Regions from separate parts of the Anas platyrhynchos genome. Here region 1 is linked to region 2. Evidence: chromatin contacts called from public Hi-C data. All regions are on one chromosome and are shown on one strand. Each heading gives the region's core, a stretch centred on a gene start, on an enhancer-like site or on the middle of the called end of the contact. The rest is flanking DNA. Distances are from core to core; before and after follow the strand shown.

The links. A called contact is a pair of places that touch in the nucleus more often than the background predicts.
Region 1: a Hi-C map of skeletal muscle shows a contact between it and region 2, with 3 times the contacts expected there. The contact joins the promoter of FIGNL1 here to the enhancer-like site in region 2. A contact is called at or near these places in 3 of 8 Hi-C or Micro-C datasets (liver, skeletal muscle and subcutaneous adipose tissue).

What each region holds. Positions count from the first base shown.
Region 1 is chr2:72,732,577-72,736,496 of IASCAAS_PekinDuck_T2T, reverse strand. It overlaps FIGNL1 (fidgetin like 1), which reads right to left and starts at 1,736. Exons shown (of 3, transcript XM_027451767.3): 1 at 1,601-1,736; 2 at 978-1,126. It overlaps DDC (dopa decarboxylase), which reads right to left. Exons shown (of 14, transcript XM_005022746.6): 14 at 2,151-3,920.
Region 2 is chr2:72,602,696-72,607,093 of IASCAAS_PekinDuck_T2T, reverse strand. All of the region lies in intron 4 of GRB10 (growth factor receptor bound protein 10), which reads right to left. Among named protein-coding and RNA genes, the nearest start is that of DDC, 56 kb to the left of the region's middle. Within about 2 kb of position 2,228, at least 3 of the 8 cell types and tissues checked have an H3K27ac peak or open chromatin away from gene starts, as enhancers often do.

The DNA of each region.
Region 1 (3,920 bases), core at 487-2,986, 130 kb before region 2:
GGAATGAATAGGCTTGCATTTAGTAAACTTTCAAATTAGATACTGACAGATTCATAACACATGTTCAAAACTACGTATTCCATTTAGACCGTACTAAAACCTCCCTTATTTTCGAGAAACTAAGGCCTTGTGTGTTTATAGTGATGACTGTTTTTCAGTTTTAGAAAGCAAAATTTAAGTTCCTTCAGCTAGGTTTTAGTTTAAGAAACACGAAAGATGACCTTTGCTTAGGAAGGCACATCTTGCTAGCTCTGAGAGGACATGCTCATGTTTTTGACACATTTCCAAAGCTGTCTCTTCTCTGCGGTCTGCAGAAATATTTCTGGTAATGTCAGGAATTAACAATTTCAGAAGAGACACAGGCACCGGCAAAATTAGCGACATCTACTATCGCCCCAAGAGGCTTTACAGAAAGTGCCTAACACACAGTAATTCCGATCTCCTGATCTGTCCATAAGAGACTTGCTCAATACATGACAGGACTGAAACACATCAAATTCTAATATCTACTTTTTAACCTCAGTAGGTACTGGGATTTCCCAGCGAGGAAAAAAAAATAAAAAGAAAAAAGGAAAAAATAAATAAAACAAAAGCTGTTGAAGTGGAGTGCATGACCATGCCTTCTTCACGCATCCCAGAAACAGAGTACGAGTCAATCTGCAATTTTCTCTTGAATCAGCGGCAGAGTGCATCTGAGTGCAGTCATGTAAGAGCACACAAAGTGCAAGACTGCGGAGATACCTCAGGTAAGGTAAGGACAGGGGCCGGCCTCATTTTTACTTTCAAAAAGTCTTTGCCCAGTGATTGCATGAGCGCAGCACTGCACAGAGCATGACCTGGTGATGGCAGGAGGGGTTACACACATAATCAACAAGGAGATAAATTATTTTGTGTTGGGTTTCGGCCCAAGTGCAGGAAAGCCAAAACACCTTTTACCTTTAAATTCAGTGCCTTTACATGGGAATTAAAAAAATTACCGTCAGTTTCTGCACAATGAAAAGTCTCTCTTGCAGCTACCGCGTGGAGTGCGAGTTCCCACCAGTACCCACCTGCAACAGGTGAGCTGGGCAAGATGCTAAGCTCTCAGTGTGCACGTGGCTTTTCCATGGTGACTTAAAAGCACTTTCTGCAACATAAAAGTTCGTATTCGCTCACATGAAGTACCTCCGTGGTTCACATAATTCAGAGTATAAACACATAAAACATAGAACACCCCCTCCCCCCCAATCAGCAGCCATTTCACAACGATGCAATCACTCCCCCACCTCTGACAGGCCGCGTTTGGAACTAGTAAGCGCACAGTTCGGCAGCTAGCTCCAAATTTTAACTTTTTTTCTTTTTTTTTTCTTCTGAAACGCGTGCACGTGAGATTTTACGCCCCCTTTATCCCCTGCCAGCTAACCAGGAGGCAGCTCCCCTTCCCCTACACCTCCGGCTCCGGGGGCTTTGCCCCAGCACCGGCCCCAGCCAGCCCCCGCCCTGCCTGGCCCGCGGGGCCCCCTCACGGCTGAGGGGGCGCAACGGCCACCAACGGCCCCCCACGCGCGCGCCGCAGGGGATAGGGGAGGGGAGGGGCTCCCGCCGCGCGCCGCGCACCCACCGGCCGCCGCCAGCCGCCCCCTGTGCGCCCCGCGCGCGCTCCGCCCCGCCAGCCAATGGGATAGCGGGACGCCGGTGACGCAGCCGGTCGTCAGGCAGAGCCGGGAGGGAGAGGGAAGGCTCCGAGGAAAGGGCGGGCTGGGGGGGGCGGCGCGGCTGAGGGGGAGGGACCCGGCCGTGAGGGGGGACCCAGCCTGGGGAGCCTCAGCCCTGGCTGAGGCAATAAATTGTTCCAAAGCACGTTAGGGGAGAGGAAATGTCCTGTCGGCAAAGCAGTGCGTTCAGTGAACGAGCAAGGAAGTCTTTAAAAGACGTTTAGATGTAGAGCTTAGGGATATGGTTTAGTGGGGACTGTTAGTGTTAGGTCAGAGGTTGGACTCGATGATCTTGAGGTCTCTTCCAACCCAGAAATTCTGTGATTCTGTGTGATTCTGTGAAAGTCAATATGCTGAAGTGATCTGGCAGGGGATGGACGCTTTACAGCATATCTGGCGCGAATAAAATGTGGGAGGTTTGGTTAACAGCAAAGACAGACACCAGTCTTTTTTTTTTTTCATTTATTAATGCCATTAATAAAATCTCTGTGTCAGTTTAATATGCTTTGGATAGAGATTTTAGAGGAACTGTACAGCTCACAAATTGTAATAATAAAAAAACCACTAAACATTATTTTTCCAGTTAGGTCATATGGACTCTACATACTCTTAGACATAATCCACCAATAATCATTTAAGCTGCCTGCCCTTCCACCATGGTCTTCAAGTTTCTCCAATTTTATTTCTCATTTGCTCCACTCTCCGAGCAGTTCAAGTGTACATCTCAAGGCTTGGACTACAGCTGTAAGACATCACAACAGGAGCACTCCTCAGCAAATACGGTGTCCTCACAGGTTGACAGCGGAGACGAACAGCCATGAACAGAGTATGACATGTAACGCCGAGAGGAAACTAGAAATTGCAGAGCTACAGTGCAGTCCAGAGTATAACATATTAGCAATACCTTTCATAAATACATCTTTTCGGTATTTCACCATCAGTAATAAAATATAATCTGTCATTATTAAGAGAGTAGGCATTGTGCTAGCATTCCACTAGTTAAAAAAAAATAAATCCATATGACTACTGAAAAGTTACTTTTTTTTTCCCTCATCTAGGAGCTGCACTGCTTTCTTTGAGATGTGGACATTCTACTAAAGTGCATTTCTGAGACTTTGTAATTATTTTTAACAGCAAACAGTATTAATCGGCACAGGCTCTATAAGCTTTTGAACACAAGGCACAATAAATCCAGGCTCACATATTAACTATTCATACAGTGTTTGCCACCAAAAGTCATTTCACTTACAAATATATTTCAAAGCTACAGAACAGAAATAGCAGCAAGGTCCTCCTTTCAAAAATATTCCTTTTAACAGTTTTGTTCTTGAGTTGATTACATAGCCCAGATATTTATTTTTTTTCAGATGACTTAACACTAGAACTCTGCAAAGGAATCATCACATGGGGAAAAGAGGGTATGAGAGACTGAATGCTAACAAGGCCTTCATTGATTACACATTCAAATCATCCCCAGATTTCAGATAAAAATAGAGCTATGAAATTCAGATTTCTGCATTGTGCTGGCCATGAGGAAATGTCATTCAATGGGTCTAAGAATGGTTCAGCTGGAAGGAACCTACAAAGATCAAGTCCAAGCGCCTGGCTGCCTCAGGGCTAACCAAAAGTTAAATCATCCTATTGAGGGCATTGTCCAAACATCTCTTGAACACTGACAGGCATGGGGCATCAACCACCTCTCTAGGAAGCCTGTGCCAGTGTTTGATCACCCTCATGGTAAAGACATTTTTCCTCGTGCCCAGTCTGACCCTCCCCTGGTGCAGCTTTGGGCTGTTCCTGCTCATCCTTACAGGATGAAAACATGCAGAGAAAAAATGTGGCAGGGAGCAGACTGCATGCCAAACCAGCTGTTCCCAGTACCTGCTTCATGGTCTACATGCAGCTTCCCATACGCGGGAAGTATGCTGGCAAGGGACAGAGAAAGAAAACTCAGCAAGTTTGCAAGTTTCTCAAGATGCTTTAGAAGTTAGCATGACAAGTTAAAGGGAAAGATTAAAATAAGTGCAAATGTAGAAATTAATTCTACAGGTTTTTCTTGGAGTACTTATTTATTTTGTTCTTATTTACACCGACGTAACTGTCTGGAAAATATGCTTTCAAAATTTTAAAGTCAGATGTTGTTTCTGACTTTTGTTTCCCCTCTTCACGGTACCTACCTGCAACTGACTGGAGGATATATCGATGATGTTTGTTGAGTATACATTA
Region 2 (4,398 bases), core at 979-3,478:
AGGGCTGCCAGCACAGGTCTGGGTCTGGCCAGCCCTCGCAGTGCGTCCCCCCAGCACGCAGCCGGCCTCCAGCACGCTCGCGCCGCGGGAGCGCTGCTTACGGGTAGAGAGCCAAAATGCTCCCGGGAGCAAGGCCAGGTTTGTGTCATTAAAAACAAACAGAAAAAAAAAAAAAGCCCAACAAATAGCATACTTGGGGGGTTGAACGCGAGACGCTCTTCATATTTCCAGTAATTCGTGTTGGGATTACGGCTACTGTTCTGGCACTTCCCAAAAGCAAGAAGGAAGAAACGCGTTTCTCCCTACCGAGCCTCATGATACAACAGGCGCAAGGAAGAAGAAAGAGTGGCTTTGGATCTGTCCTCATCCTGGTCCCTGGCAGCCTGCAAGGCCCTGGCCAAAAAGCCTCGGTGCCCACGGACAGCGCTGAAGACTGGCTGCCCGCAGCGTAGTCCAGCGGGCTCATTACTCTTCAGCTACTCGTTAGTCTTATCATCAGTAACGAGCTACTGAGACTTTCCAAACCGCATGAGCTCACTCCCTGATCTCTTCGGGAGTAATGGGACAACGCGTTCGCGTGACACGGGTCACAAGACGACAAGAAATGGGGCGCCTTCCCTACACGTCTCATTTAGTGGTTGTCCATCGAACTTGGGTCATCTCGTTTGGGAAAGCATTACTTCACCAAATGAGAGAGAGATTCAAAGACGTGCTTTTATCAGGGGAGGTTTAGGACGGAAATTAGGAGGAATTTCTCCTCACAGTAGTCAGGCATTGGGACGGGTTGCCCAGGGAGGTGGTGGAGTCACCGTCCCTGAGGGTGTGCAAGGAAAGGTTGGACGTGGTGCTTAGGGACATGGTTTAGTGGGTGACATTGGTAGCAGGGGGATGGTTGATCTTGGAGGTCTCTTCCAACCTTAATGATTCTATGATTATAAAGGGATGACAGCCCCATAGCAGAGGCCTGATCTTCCCCAATTTAAACACAATAAACATGCTACGAAGCAATCTATGTAGTTTTATTATTATTTATTAATATTATTTAGCTTAAAATTCTTCTTTCAAAGAAAGCTTTGAGGAAAACAACATTATATATCACAGTCATGGAAACCTATGTTTTATAGTTGGGCCAAAGGGCTGCCCGGATCTAAGGAATTGCCTAGGTTAATCTAGCTACAGGATTTGGCCTGTTTAGGGGAAATAAAAACTTTTTGAACATCTTGTTGCCAACATCTATTTTCACCAAGTCACGTTGTTAAACGTTATTCGAATAAAAGATTAACTACAAAATTTGTTATCTGTCACATGAAAAATCTAACAGCACATGAAGTTTTCATTATACACATTATTCAAGTTCACATTTTTATACAGCTTCTCTTTTGGAAATCAACATCCTTGTCTTCAAAACAGCCAATATGAAAGCTTTATGGGAAGAAAAATCAAAAAAATGTATCGTAACATGTAATTAAAACAATTAAAACTAAGAAGTCTGTTTACAGGAGCTCCCTTGAAGGGTAACTAAATCTGGAAAAAGAATAACATTAATTCATATGCATTTGTGAGTTTAATTTGCTAGAAAAGAGTAAACAATTTTGGTACATCAAACTGCTATTTGGAAGATTGCCTGGGCTGTATAGAGGGGGGATGTGAGAAATTTGCCCTATTTTTACAGTTGAAAGCTTCATTGACTCACACAAGATACTTTAGACTAATATCCTGTGGCATCGCAGTGACCTACATGTAATTATTGCATACTTTTTCCAAAATATTTGTACACAACCAGAAATTATAACCTAAGTTACCAACCAGTTCTTAGTTTATACCAGCAACACAAAGATGGACTTCAATTAGTGGTAACCTAGCTGTCTGATGTTTTTAGCAATCTTTTAGACAAATGCTTGGTCTCGGTTTGGTATAATTTTCTGGTTACCATTTTTCTTACACATATTTATTCTGTTAAGTAAATGATGTTTAAAAACTTTCAGCTGTCCTTTCTCCCCACCCGCAAGGCGTGCAGAGATTTCACATTTGTAGGTGTGCACGCATCTTATGAACATGGGGACGTGGGGATAAAGGGCCTTGCAATGCCCCATCACGTCTCCTCGAGAATTTCCTTCCTGCTCCTGCCTTCAGCTGCCCTTCCCAGAGCAGAAAGCAGGAGAGCTGAGGCGGCCGCCGAGCTCTGCTGAAGTTTCGCTTGGCTGCTGGCCAGGCACTGTGGGTGAAGGCAGACGGGTGGTACTTGAAGGACGGGGAGGCACAGGGTAAAGAAAGAAATGCTTGCTCCTGCACTGGTCTCTCCAGTCGGCCTTCTCCTGCCATAGCTCACGGACAAAACTTTCTCAGTTCGACTGCTTATTTGCTACTTGATGCTTTGAAAAAGAACTTAAGAGCTTTTTGGCAGCTCCTGCTCGAAGGGTCATCGTTTCTCCAAACATGAGACATCTGAGTTGTCTTGCTCACCACATGAGCTGCTGATGAAATTACGATGATATGCAGTTGTGTTTTTTCTTAAGTAGTTACTCATTGAACAGCACAGCTAGTCAGTTCTTTTCATCCCCGTGCTCACAAGCTGGCTGACCATATTACTGAAACTTCAACTGTGCTTTTACAGAACTGCCTGCCATTTACTAGAAACAGGCTGACATCTAGAATTTCTCACCATTAAGACTTAACTCAAAATGGGCTGTTTCCATCTGCAGAATTGCAATAAAGGATCATAGCAGTGAACCTCTTAGGAGCATATATCTGTTTAATTACAATTCGTTTTTATGAAACGTTTGGTAACACGACTGTATTAGACCTCCTTCGGACTGTGGAAGTTACCTTTGAAACAATCTGAAGGTTTAGAATAATTGCTTTTCTCAGGCTTTTACTATTAAATTGTATGTCAGTGTAATCAAGCTCCCTACGTGCTTTAAAAAGCCTACAATAATTGTTATTTGTTTTTACACAGAAGAATAAACCTGTAATGATTTCAGTACAGCTCATATTCCAGTTTAACATCCAAGATGGATGCATTGATGCTTTCCATTAAACGATTGTCCCATTTGCCTACATGTGGTTTTGTTTTTGAAGAAAGACCATCACCACAGCACACAGGCAATCGGCAGATCAGGTGAGAGGTCTGGGCTGCATGTAAATTCGGCATGGACTTTGCCACAGTTGCAGAAATGCCCACATCCCCTATGGTCGTACAGGACACCCCTTGTTTCTTACTGCTCTCTGGCTTCTGGGGAGCACTCCAGTTGTCACCAACTTCAGAAGCAGCACTGGGTGCCTGTGTGGCAGCACAGCCAGAGCTGGCATACTGCTTCCTGTGGAGGTGAAACTGGTACAGTTGCCTCAATAGGACTGCTCGAGAAGAATAAAATAAAATGATTCCCAATACATGCACTTTTTTTGAGTAAAACAAAGAAAATGGCTTGTTACTATTGTGAAACAACAACAAATATCTACTGCAAGAAAATTAAGAGTGGTTTATTACAGCTATTTTTCAGTGCTTTACTGCTTTTATAGTTCTTCGCCGGGACAAGAAAGAATATGAAACAAATACAGAGCTGTGCATAGGCAATGTTGCAAACTGCTTGTTGAAGAAAAGTGGGGACAACTGGATGGAAAAGTATTGGAAAAGGGTCAAAAGTGTCTTAACAAGAAACATATGGCTTAAACTCCAGCTACATGAACATAGTTTTGCATATAAGAAAAGACAACCCGTTTTTTTCAGCTGCAAATATAATTCAAGCATTATGGCCTGAAAGCTCCTTTTCTGACTCACATTCAACTTTCCCTATAGGTAACAATATACTGGGCAAAAGTTTTAATTTAGTAAGACCTGAACAGAGCTTGGGTATTTCTTTATACCCAAGGCTTGGCAATATGATATGAGAATTGTCATGTTCTGCATTTGACTTGATCTTTAAGTTTCTCTAGCATAACCACTAACACTTTTATAGTTGCAAGGTTGCATTTTAAAACTACTGAAAAGCAAAACTGAGCTGTTCCATGAGCAACAATACCAACAACACTTCATTCCTTATCAAGTCACATCAGACATCCCAGCTCCCCAGCGACCCCAGTGTTTCACAGTCAGCAAAGAAAATACCCACTCCATTCTGAAATCCAAGACTACTTGGGGCCCTCTCAAGTCCCCTACATAGGGGGAAAAACGACCAAAGGCAACATTTCTTTCACACCACGTGTATTCTGAGCTTTCAGGGCTCAGCAGTACAGGCTGCACTGCTATTTGCCTGTTTGCTCCCAGAGGCTCAACAGGCTTGAAGGGAATCCATTCTCACTCACACCTCGCGTACCCCGTATAATCAGAATGGCTCATTCCAATCTCTAATTTTAATCCTAGTTCATGACCTGCAAGCAGAAAACCTTAAATTACGCATC